2 separate regions of the Capra hircus genome follow, and region 1 is linked to region 2. Evidence: chromatin contacts called from public Hi-C data. All regions are on one chromosome and are shown on one strand. Each heading gives the region's core, a stretch centred on a gene start, on an enhancer-like site or on the middle of the called end of the contact. The rest is flanking DNA. Distances are from core to core; before and after follow the strand shown. Region 1 overlaps C7H19orf57. Region 2 holds the start of IL27RA (interleukin-27 receptor subunit alpha).

Region 1 (5,801 bases), core at 69-2,568, 140 kb after region 2:
CTAGTGACAGCCCAGGAGATCTGCTAAGCTGTATGACCCTCTGCACCCCTCCCCCACAGGCTATACCTAGTAGATACGGTAGTGCCCCCCCATGTCTACCCCTTCTATAGGCACTGATGCCCTCCAATGCCAGGTCTTCCTGGACCTGCTCTGGGCACTGGGGAGAAACACAGAGCTTCTCCCTAGTTGGGTGGGAGTTGGGGGGTGGTGGTAAGCAACAGACAAATTATTAGCTGGTCAGATGGCAGGCAAATTATTAGCTGGTCAGTGGTGGGGAGAAAAAGATAGCAGGGAAGGGGTTAAGATTTTAACGTGTGGTGGATGGGGAGGGAGAGGGAGGGTCCCCCTCCCATCTTCTCCCTCCCCCACGGAGGAGACATTCTGGAAAGAACATTCCAGAGCCCTAAGAAGTGCTACAGGAATGGCCAGGAATTCGGTGTGGCTGGAACAGGGGCAAGAGGGACAAGAGGGAGGGGGTGGGTCTGGAGGCACGGTGGATGGTGTAGGGCTGCGGGGAGAGATTTGGGCTGGGTTTTCATTTCCACAGCCCCTCCCAAGTCACTTGAGGGAACAGGATATAAGGGCAGGAGGTGGGGGCTAAGCGGGTGTGGCAGCTGCCCCTCAGGAGCCACCTGGTGGGGGAGGGGCTGGATTCTGGGTGTGCTTTCAGCAGTAGAGGCACGGGGTTGGCCATCAGGGCCCTGCCTGGGCAGGGGGGGGGGGGGAGCGTCATAGCTATCAAGGGTGTTCATCTCTGGAGAAGACGACTCAGGGCCCAGCAGAGCACCCCCAGTGGATGCTGGTGGGGCTCTCCAGTGAGTTCAGGCCTCTCCTCCTGCCTCCGTTCCCGCCAGGACACGAGTGGGGATCAAGACGTGTGAGGCCGCCAGCATAGAGGACGCGACAGACACCGTGCGGGGCCTAGTCATGGAGCTCTCCAACCTGAAGTAAGGGCTGGGCTGGGCCCTGTGGACCCACAGTCCCTGGGACGGGCAGAGGGGATGGGGCCGGGGGTGGGTGATGGAGGGCCCGGTGCACCAGTGATCCTGGGGCGCCAGGCTGGGCCTGGCCTCCCAGTGAGGGGCCTCTGGGAAGCTTCTCCTTCACAGAGTTGTCAGGCTCTGAGGAGGGGCTAGAAGGGTCACAGCCTGCCTGCAGCAGGCTGATGCGGACTGTGCACACACCTGTGCTTATGTGGGTGTGACCTGAGTACCCATGAGTGAGTGAACTGATGTGAGCAGGCCAGTGTGCCCAAGTGTGAGGTGGGGCACAGCCCAGGCCTGTTTCCACCCAGCCGGCTGATTATGAGCGCCCACCGGGACCTGGAGACCTTCAAGCGCCTCAACTACTACCGGAAAGCGAAGCCAGCCGGGAAGGCCCCCACACCCTACACAGCAAAGGGGGCGGGGACCCTCCCTTGAGGGGAGCAGTCCTGGAGGGATCTGTAGCTGGTTCCAAACTGCCTAGGGTTGTGGTGTGTGTTCCTGTAAGCTCACTGGCCCCCAGAAATGTCCTGCCGAACAGTGGGGAACAATCCCTCTGCAGACCCTGTGTGCTCGCCCCACCCTACTATCTTGACCTTCTGACATGCCGGTCCTGGGGGCCCCAGAAACCTTCCCTCAGCTGACCTGGAAGTCGGCTTCCCACGGGAAATGTAGCAGGCCCTGCTTCTGTACCGGCCTCCCCTGGGAGCTTCGTGGGGCGGGGACCTGCTCCTGCCTGCGGCAGGCCTTCTGGGGCCCCAGGAAGCCAGCTGCTTCTGAGCCAGGGGCCCAGGGCCGCCCAGATGTTTATCTGAGTTTGCAAATTTCAGCTCCTTAGCTAGGGTTACTGAAGGTTCAGAATTTGTTTCTTTCCTGGAGGAGAAAAGGGCTCGCTTTGTTGGTCATACCCTTGTTTTTCACCGGATTTCCATTTTATTTCTTCTGGGAAGCCCATTAATAAATGATGCCTTAGCCAGACCTCAGACCGTGTGACCTGTTGTTTGCGGTTGGAGGCGTTTTCAGTTCCTTGATGGCCTGCCCACAAACCTCCCTAACCACCTCTCTCTCCTTCTGCTTCTCATGTTCCTTGCGAAGACAAGTTGGTGTACTGCCGGGGGCCCCCACTCCCAGATAGAGTCCAGGGGTCCCCACGCGTTAGCACATGTCAGACTCTCCTGGAGCAGGTGGATACGTGCAGAGATGTGCATGTGTACAAATTCCAGCACACAAGTATCTGTGGACCAGTCAGCCCACTGAGACATCTGGACTGTCCAAGCTGGAGTTCAGTGCTGAGTCGGCCTTGCCTCTCCTCTGGGGGACAAGCTGCCGAGAAGCCCTGGTCTAGGAGGCAACCCTGGGTGGGAATTATTACTGATGCAGACACAGCTAATGCCTGGAGGGTGCTGAGGGCAAGTGCGTGCACACCCTGTGAGCCTCACCACAGCCCCAGTGAGGTCACATTGCCACTAGCAGTCCCAAGTGCTGCTGTCGAACCCGTTTTGCAGAAGACATTGCTTCTGTTAAATAGGTCACCACTAGGTGGACCAGACCAAGACTAATTTGTTGCTCTGCCGGTGGGTCCTGCACCCTAATTCCTAGGGCCAAGGCAGGGAGGGCCCTCCTGCCACCACCTTCTTATACCTGGGACATCCCATTCAGGTGGCTCAGAGTCCCCCAGCCTTTTCACCCTGCAGAATGGACAGCCCCTTCCTTGAACCCACCAAATGTGCCGTCACCCCGTTTCCTGGGTCTCAAGCCCCAGTGGCTCTGGCTTATACAATTAGCATTTGTAGGTAGCTGAGAGTGGCTGGGGTACTGTGTCCCCTGACTCCATGGTGAAACCCTTGGCACTGCTAAGGAGGCCTCCTTCATGCCTTCTTTCTCCTCCTTCCCTTTTCTCTCCAAGCCTGGGGAGTAGGCTGTCTTCAAGGGCGTTCTCTGATCCCTGGCTCACCACAGCCCTCCTCAGGTGGCCTCAGGTCCTGGATCAAGTGGCAAAGCCAAGGGCAAATTCTGGGAAGTCCAAATTCTGCCCTGACTCAACCCTAGGAGACCTGTAGGCTGGGGGTGGAGACCAGGCTCAGGCCATCCCTCAGATTGGGGAAGGAATGTGGACTGGCACTTCTCACCTGCTGCCCCCTCGAGGCTGGTGGAACAGATCTTGGCGTGGAGGAGGCAGACACGGGGTGGGGACCCCCCCAATCCAAGCCCCCCAGGAGAACCAGATCACACTCCCTGGGTGGGGATGGACCTCTGTCCCCTCCCACTCCTGAACACATACAGCCTCCACAGTGCCCTTTGCCCAAGGCATTGTCTGGCACAGCCGACCAGGACATATTCCCATTCCTTATGACCCCCAACCCTCACCCTGCCCCAACCCAGAAGTCCTTCCCTTGCTCTGAAGGGCCTGGCATGTGACTCTGGTCCCCAGTTTCTGGGGCATTGATGGTAACATAAACATTCACTGAGGGTTTCTGAGGTGAAGACAACGATGGGGGGACCTCTTGTTTCTCCATTGCCCCCTCAAATCAGGCCCCCACCTCCAGTGTGGTGGATTCTACCCATCTGACATCAATATGCAAGAGGTGGCCAGAAAAGTCTGCAAACACAAGTCACAGGAACGAGATCCATGGCACTAACTCCGCTGCAAGTGTCTGCTCAGAAGTGCCCGGCTGGGGCGACCCCCCAGAACCCCACAGCTGCCATTTCTCGGACCAAAGCACCTCAGCCCAGCGCCCCAGGGCGAAAAGAAATCCAAACAGCAGTTGGGGAAACCGGAGATCAGAGTAAGATGTGGAGGCTGAGGGACGCGACAGCCCCAGCGGCGCAGTTCACGATACCTTGTCCCAAGACCCGGCTTCGTATGACGCTGATCCATTCATAAACATTTATTGAGCGCTGACTGGGTGCCGAGCGCTGGGGAAGAAGGGCAGGGGTGCCTGAGGACCACCCCCTTCAGTGACGGGGTCGGGCGCGCTTTGGGCGGTGGTCCCAGACCCGGCTCCTTTGCCAAGTCCCCGGGCTGAAGGCACCGTCTAGGGGCGGATCCTCGGAGGGTGGGTCTTCCCTGAAACCCCGGCTGGGTCCCCATCCCCAGGTGAAGGCGTCATCCTGCCCGCGCCAGTCTCCTTAGGCAGAAGTAGAGGGGCAGCAGGAAGAGGGAGGAGTTCCAGAAGACTTCCTGGCACCTTTGGAACCTAGATTTTAAAAGCAGAGTTGGTGGGGGAGGAGAAAAGCATTTAGTAATAGGGATGATTCGATGATCCGGAAGTTCCGACTCAACCTGCAGAGCTGCCGGGGCTCTGGCGCCACCTGCAGGCACCTTCTGGACTAGCACCCCTGCGCTATTCCCAGCCCCGGGCAGTCCCAGCTGGGACCCAGAGCCAGACACAAAGCGACGGAAACTCCCAACTCCGTCCTGCCGCGCTGCCCCCTCGAGGCCGCAGGGCTCCGGGAACCCCGGATTTGTTACAATCAGAAAGTTTCCTGGGAGGACAGCCTCAGGCAGCCTTTCCGTGCCAATATCGCGGTGAGGGCTCCCCGACCCCATTCCACCCCCACGGAATCAAGTTTTCCTGTTCCCTAGGGCTTAAGGGGAAAAAGGAAGATTCTGAGACCATCGTCTCTGTGTCCCTTCCGCTTCCTCCCTCTCCCAGTTGTACCTTGTCAGACCTCGCAGGAATACTATCCTCTCCCGCGGGCAGTCTCACAACCCTTCTAACGTGTTCCCCGCACAGCCGCCGGGATAGGAAGAGGTCCTCCCTTCTGGTGACTTTCCGAGGGGCCCCCAGTCTGATCAGAGAGGCAGTACTGGGGTACCGCCCGGTCAAACCGGTCCCTCTGTTGGCTGACTTCCCCAAGGTTGCTAAAACGGATTTCTCTCTTAAGAACCTGCAGAAGCGAAGGTCTTTCGAGTCTGTAATAGTAACTGCTGATATGTAAGCCTAGCTACTCACACCCTGCCGGCTACGGAGGTCAAGGGGATCTAGTTAGAAGTACAGATGCTCTGGCCTCACGCAGACCTGCATAACTGGAATCCGAATTTGATGAGCAAGATGGAGGGAACGCTCTGTGGCTGTGCGTCTAGACCTTAGGGAGCCTCCAGCCACCCTTCCGGGGGTGATCCCCACACAGCAAACTCATGGTTCTTTCCTTCCAAACTGATGCCAACTCGGATACCTCTGCCTGGAGGACCAACTTCTTTCAACCCCCTCGAATCCACCCCCACAGCCCAACCCATTAGCCAAGGTCTAACACAGGCACAGTCTAACACACAGACCTGCTCTTGTCTCTTTCTCAGCTCCCTAGTACCCAAGTCCAAACTCTTCAAGGCGATCAGCAAGGAGCCTTTCCCCGAAATTTCTGACACCTTCCCCTCCACCCTACGTGCACGCATACTCCCATCCCAGACGCACAGAATTTGACCAAGTTCCCTAATGAGCCCCAGTGCCCAGACTCCCTTCAGCACTTCACCAAACTGAATGAGGTTTCCAGGAGTCACTTCCTCCAGGAAGCCCTCCTGGACCGCTTTGTCTAGCTCGGGTGCTCCCTTTAGACTCCCGTTTCTGTTATAACTCTCCTATCTACCACTGAGGGCCAAGCCCAGCCAGTGCTTGGCACAGGACAAGCCTCACAAACCACCTGGCGAATGAGTGGACAAGTGAGGTTGTTTCCCTCTGGTCACATGGCGCCTACATTCCGCACAAGATTGCAGCCCCTGCTGTACCTGTTGCCAGACCCCATCACTAGTCCCCACGGCCTCCCTGCTAAGATCACCCTCCACCTGAAAAAAACGTTCCCTCTATGGGCCCAGAGAAG
Region 2 (6,053 bases), core at 2,654-5,153:
GCTCCGTGGGGCTTCCCAGGTGGCGCTAGTGGTAAAGAACCTGCCTGCTAATGCAGGAGACATAAGAGATGCAGGTTTCATCCCTGGGTTGAGCAGATCTTCTGAAGGAGGGCATGGCACCCCCCTCCAGTATTCTTGCCTGGAGAATCCCAAGGATAGAGGAGCCTGGCAGGCTACCATCCATGGGGTCGCAAAGAGTCGGACACGACTGAAGCAACTTAGCACACGCAAGCACAGGCTCAATAGCTGCGGCACACAGGCCTGGTAGCTTTGTGGCACGTGGGATGCTTCCCAGACCAGGGCTCAAACCCGAGTCTCCTGCATTGGCAGGTAGATTCTTTAGCACTAAGGCACCAGGGAAGAGATGGTTAGATAACATCACCCACTCCTGACTCAATGGACATGCAAACTCTGGGAGATAGCGAAGGACAGGGAAGCCTGGCGTGCTGCAGTCCGTGGGGTCGCAAAGAGTTGGACATGACCTAGTGACTGAACAACAACGACCGAGAGAGGAGTTGAGGATGTCCCAAAGGACTGGATTTCAAAGGTTCAAATCAAGGCCTTCATTAAAGACAAAAACACATGCTGGCAAAGATGTGGAGAAACTGGGGCCCTCTTACATCGTTGGTAGGAGCATAAAACGGTGCAGCTGTTGCAGAAAACAGTTGGTTCCTCAAAAACTTAAACGGAATTGCCACATGACCCAGCAGTTTTACTCCTAGGCATATACCCCCAGAGAACTGGAAAGAAGGACTCAAAAACGGGCACACACACATTCTCAGTAGCGCTGGTCACAACCACCCGCTGCAATTGCTCAACGGTGGAAACAGATGAGTCCATCAACAGGTGAGTAGATGAACACAGTATATCCGTTTCAGTAGAATATTGCTCAGCTGCGAAAAAAGGAATGACGTTCTGGTTCATGCTACAACATAACGAACCTGAAAACCATGCTAAGTGAATGTATCTAGATATCAAAGACCACATAAGGCATGACTCCACTTATGAGAAAGGTCCAGGACAGGCAAATCAAAGGGATGGAAAGTAGATGAGCAGTTGTCAGGGGACAGGGATTGACTGCTGTTAGGGACGAAACTTCCTTTCGGGGGTAATGGACAAGTTCTGGAATGAAACAGAGGCACTGGTTGCCTAACAGGGTGAAGTACTAACAGCTACTGAACTGTTCACTTGCAAATGGTTAATTTCACCTTCTGCGAATTTCACCTCATTCAAAAAACAAAAAAGCTTTCCCTGGAGGCTGCCGAAGATGGAGGGGCAGGTCCTGGTGCTTGACAGCCAAGGCCATCTCCTGGGCCGCCTGGCGGCCATCGTGGCCAAGCAGGTGATTCTAGGCCGGAAGGGTGTGGTCGTGCGCTGTGAGGGCATTAACATTTCTGGCAATTTCTACAGAAATAAGTTGAAGTACCTGGCCTTTTTCTGCAAGTGGATGAATACCAACCCCTCCCGTGACCCCTACCACTTCCGAGCCCCCAGCCGCATCTTCTGGCGGACAGAGTGAGATGTCTTGCCCCACAAGACCAAGCGAGGTCAGGCTGCTCTGGAGCGCCTTGAGGTGTTTGATGGGATCCCACCAACCTATAACAAGAGGAAGCGAATGGTGGTCCCTGCTGCCCTCAAAGTTGAGCGTCTGAAGCCTACTCGGAAGTTTGCCTGCCTAGGGCACCTGGCTCATGAGGTTGGCTGGAAGGACCAGGCAGTAATGGACACCCTGGACGAGAAGAGAAAGGAGAAAGCCAAGATCCACGATCGGTCGGAGAGAGCAGCTGCTCATGAGGCTACCAAAGCAGGCAGGAAAGAACATCGAGAAGAAAACTGAGAGATTCAGAGGTCCTCAAGACTCACGGGGTCCTAGTCTGACCCCAATAAACCTGACTGTTTATTCTTCAGAAACAAACAAACAAAAAGTGACTTTCTCTTATTCCCTCGTGCAAGCATGCATGCTAAGTTGATTTGCAGCCCTATGTACTGCAGCCCGCCAGGCTCTTCTGTTCCTGGGACCCTCCAGGCAAGAATACGGGAGTGAAAGAATACTGGAGTGGGTTGCTATGCCCTCCTCCACGGGATTGCCCCAACCCAGGGATGGAACCCATGTTGCTTACATCTCCTGCATTGGCACGTGGGTTCTTTACCATCAGCGCCACCTGGAAAGCCCTCTTACTTTCTCATTCTCTACAAATTAAAACCCTTCTGGACATGGATCGTGGTGCTGGCTGCACAACAGTGTGACTGTACTTAATGCCACTGAACTGGACACTTTTGAAAAGATTGAGGGGACTTCCCTGGTGGTCCATTGGTTAAGAATCTGCCTGTCAGAGCAGGGGATGCGGGATGGATTCCTGGTCAAGAAACTGGGATCCTACATGCCCTAAGGCAACTAAGCCCATGCACCGTAACTAGTGAGAATCCTTCAAGCCGCAACTAGAGAGTCGGAGCTGCGAAGAAAATCCAGCACAGCCAAAAGAAAGCGATTGAGAAAAAAGGGGGTAAATTTTATGTGTACTTTACCACCATTAAAAAAAAAACAAAACCAACCTCCCATGCCAGTTCCCATCTTCAAATGCTCCTTTTCGTCTCCTCTCACAGCCAAATTTGAAATGAATTTGAGTTTCCAAGTGTGATTCATCACGAAGCAATATCAGTTACCCCCTCAGACTGTGGGCTCCATGAGGCTTTCTGTGTCTCTTTCACTGTTGCATCCCCAGCACCAGATCAAATGATCTTTCCATGTTCTCAGAGAGGTTAAGCTACTTGCCTAAGGTCACACAGCAATAAAAAACAACTTCTAATCATTAAGCATTTTCTCTTTCCCAAGTGCCTAAACTCATTGAATTCTCAGAACCAACGCTGGGAACCAGCTTCCATTATTATCAGCGTTTGGTAGAGGAAGAAACAGAGGCTCAGAGAGGGAAAGTGACTGGTTCATGGTAACCAGCAAGGAAATGAGGGAATCTGGAACTGAAGGGCTAGAGAGTAGGGTCAGGCTGGGAGGTGAGGGTGGGCAGGACGAATGGGTCCTCTGAGAAGGCTAGAACCTGAGTGGCTTCAGTGTCCCCGTTACCCTACGGGACTCACTACTTCTGGCTCTGGACATACAGCACGGAGGGGGCTCCCAGGTCCCCATGCGGCTCCCAGGAGCAGTTCAGGTCCCCCAAGGGTCCAAATCCATAGCACTGCAGTGGCCCCGGGCTGCCTGGAGAGGGAGGCAGGAGGGTTCCAAGGAAAGGGGTCAGTTCCCCCAGCCTCGGGCCCACCCCAGAACTTCTGACAACTGTGGAGGGCGATTCAGGATCCCTTACTAAAGCGAGCAGCAGGAAGGGGGCGCTGGCCACCGCTCCCCAGGCTTTCGGCATAACTCCTCCCCTCCCACCAGCCACATCCTGTTAACTACCCCCCCACTCCCGGACAAAAGCCCTTACCCTACCCCGCGCCTCCAACCCCGGCCTCGCTACCCACCTCGCTACCGCCCATTCCCCAACCCCTCGCATCGCCCGGCCCCTACTCCCGGGCCTGGGAGAGCAAAGTGACTTCTGGACCTCTGCCATTCATTCCGCAAACTTGAGGGTCACGCTGGAGGGTGATGGGCGCGTTCGCGAGCGTGAGACACGAGCTCGCTCCAGAACTCACCCTGGGGCCGAGTCCGGCTGAACAGCAACAATAGCAGCAGCAGCAGCAGCAGCAGCACCGGCTTCGGCCACGGTGGGAAGGGGGCGGCCGGGCCCCCCCGCATGGCACTCCCGCGCCCCCCCAGTCCGGCCCGGCCTTTCCCGGCCCAGCGCGGCCGCGCCGCCCGCCGCGCTCTCGGGGACCAACGCCTGAGCGGCGACGGGAAGCAGAGCCGCCCCTCCCGGCCGCCTCCGCACCTTGCGCTGCGGGTCCCCGCCCCTTATCTGCTCCGGAAAGTTCCCGTCAGAACTCGCAGGGGCTGGGGAGGGGGTGGGGGCTGCGCTGAGGGCGTGGCCGAAGCTCCCTTGATACCTGCCCCTTCCCTCCCCAAACATCACTGCCAAGTCTTTTGCAACTTTTTATTTTGAGGGGCTAGAGAAGGTTCTGGTCCGTTCCCACCACAAACACAGTGCGCTTCCCACCCCAGGATATGAAAAAAACCCAGGAGTCCTTCCACCAACCCTGGGGTCTACAGCTTTAGAACCCCTCCCAGCGGGCTGGGTTGGAGGGAGAGGGGCAGGCAGGCAGGAAGGCTGGAATGGGGTGGGGGCATAATTTGGGCTGGTGAAAGGCCACAGGTGGGACAGGAGAGAGTCGCAGCTTGGACAAGGGTCTGAGTGTGGCCAGCTTGGGTAAGTAGGGACAATAGGAGACAGAACAGGCCAGGAAAGGAATCGTATGGGCTGCTCAGACGTGAGGGTCCCCATCTGGCCAGGTTGCGGCATAGCTTGCTCAGGGGTGGGATGGACTGCTCAGAGATCGGGGTTGGGTTGGGGGGACTCTGAGCCCACAGTGCCGGACCTCTGTGAACTGCTGATGAATGAATGCGTGAGGGACCAGAAACAAGTGCCCAGCGGGACGCCGGTCAGGTGGATGGCAGGGCTGGGGCATTCACCCTGGTGGCCCCCTGCCACCCAGTTCTGCCTCTAGCAGAGTCTGCCGATTTCGCTCTTGCTGCACCCCCGCTTGCAGCAGTTGCTTGATAGGCCAGTCAGGACGTCGCGTCTGCCCCGCAGAGACCCTGGGGTTCCCTGCCAGCCCTGTCCAGCCCCGTAGAAGGCCTGAGGGGACTTGGTCAGGGCCAGCCACTCGCTGGAGGCCACTGCCTCATCCAGCTCACTCTCTGAGTCAGTGTCCACCTCTGGGAAGGCATCTTCTGCAAAAGATGAGAAGAGTTAGTGCCCGGGACTGTGTCACACCCAGAGTCCCAGCTCCGGGCTGGCCCAGCTACTTCTCTGTTCTTGAGTGTGAATAAGCCTCGTGAGTATAGACTTTGATTCTGCTCAGACGTGGGTTCCTTCTTTGATGAGCAGCTTAACCCCACTGAGCTTGACTTTCCTCTTCCATCATAGGTTTTGCCCTGCGTGCTAAGTCATTTCAGTTGTGTCCGACTCTTTTCAACCTTATAGACCATAGCCCACCAGGCTCCTCAGTCCATGGAATTCCCCAGGCAAGAATACTGGAGTGGGTTACCATGCCCTCCTCCAGAGGACATTCATGACCCAGGGATGGAACCCGCATTTTGTCAGGCAGGTTTGGGTACCACTAGCGCCACCTGGGAAGCCCAGCTTTCCCCTCCTACTTAGTTATTGAGGACCTGATGGTGGAAAACACGTGTCTGGGAGCTGAACTGACTGAGCCCTAGTCCAGTTACCATCCTTGAGCTGCAGTTTCCTTGCCTGCAAAGTGGGGGTAATAATAACTCCTGGGACTTCCCTGGCAGTCCAGTGGTTAAGACTTTGCCTTCCAATGCAGGGAATGCAGGTTTGATCCCTGGTCGGAAAGCTAAGATCCCACATGCTTTTTGAAACAGAAGCCGTATTGTAACAAATTCAATAAAGACTTTAAAAATGGTCTACATCAAAAATTTTTTAAAAGCTTCTACCTTGTAGAGTTTTATACAGAGTAGATGACTTAACTAATATGCATTTAAAAAAAAAACTTAAAATAGCATCTGATATACGGTAAGCACTCAGTTTTGTCCTAATCAGTTTAGACTCAATTTTGCCACCTAACAAATGTGCAAGATACAGGAGCTGTGCCTCCTATTTGTAGATAAAGCTGATCAGAGAAGAAAAGCAACTTGGTAGAGGGTCACCTGCTGCTGCTGCTGCTAAGTCGCTTCAGTCGTGTCCGACTGTGCAACCTCATAGACAGAGGGTCACCTATTAGGTGGTAAATCTAGTCTTGTCCTCACCACACTCCTTTAACTCCCTTCCCTGAGGCTTGGAAAGCACTTTAGTTTTTGCTTCTGAATGGTACTGACCAGGGCTGGGCAAACAACAGCCTTGCGTAACACAGGGCTCACATGTAGTAAGTGTCCCAGACTTCTAGCTGGTTCAAATGGCTTGCCACCCACCCCACCCCAT

What was found. A called contact is a pair of places that touch in the nucleus more often than the background predicts.
Region 1: a contact with region 2 is called in a Hi-C map of blood, with 2.2 times the contacts expected there. The contact joins the enhancer-like site here to the promoter of IL27RA in region 2. A contact is called at or near these places in 2 of 5 Hi-C or Micro-C datasets (both in blood).

Annotation. Positions count from the first base shown.
Region 1 is chr7:97,190,988-97,196,788 of ARS1.2, forward strand. C7H19orf57 reads left to right here. Exons shown (of 9, transcript XM_018051214.1): 8 at 855-947; 9 at 1,295-1,955. The coding sequence ends at 1,421. It also overlaps LOC102191228. Among named protein-coding and RNA genes, the nearest start is that of NANOS3, 4.7 kb to the right of the region's middle. Within about 2 kb of position 1,319, at least 1 of the 5 cell types and tissues checked has an H3K27ac peak or open chromatin away from gene starts, as enhancers often do.
Region 2 is chr7:97,049,536-97,055,588 of ARS1.2, forward strand. IL27RA (interleukin-27 receptor subunit alpha) reads right to left here and starts at 3,904. Exons shown (of 14, transcript XM_018051201.1): 1 at 3,646-3,904; 2 at 3,094-3,211. The coding sequence starts at 3,748. It overlaps RLN3 (relaxin-3), which reads right to left. Exons shown (of 2, transcript XM_005682259.3): 2 at 4,047-4,840. The coding sequence ends at 4,611. It also overlaps the pseudogene LOC102174107.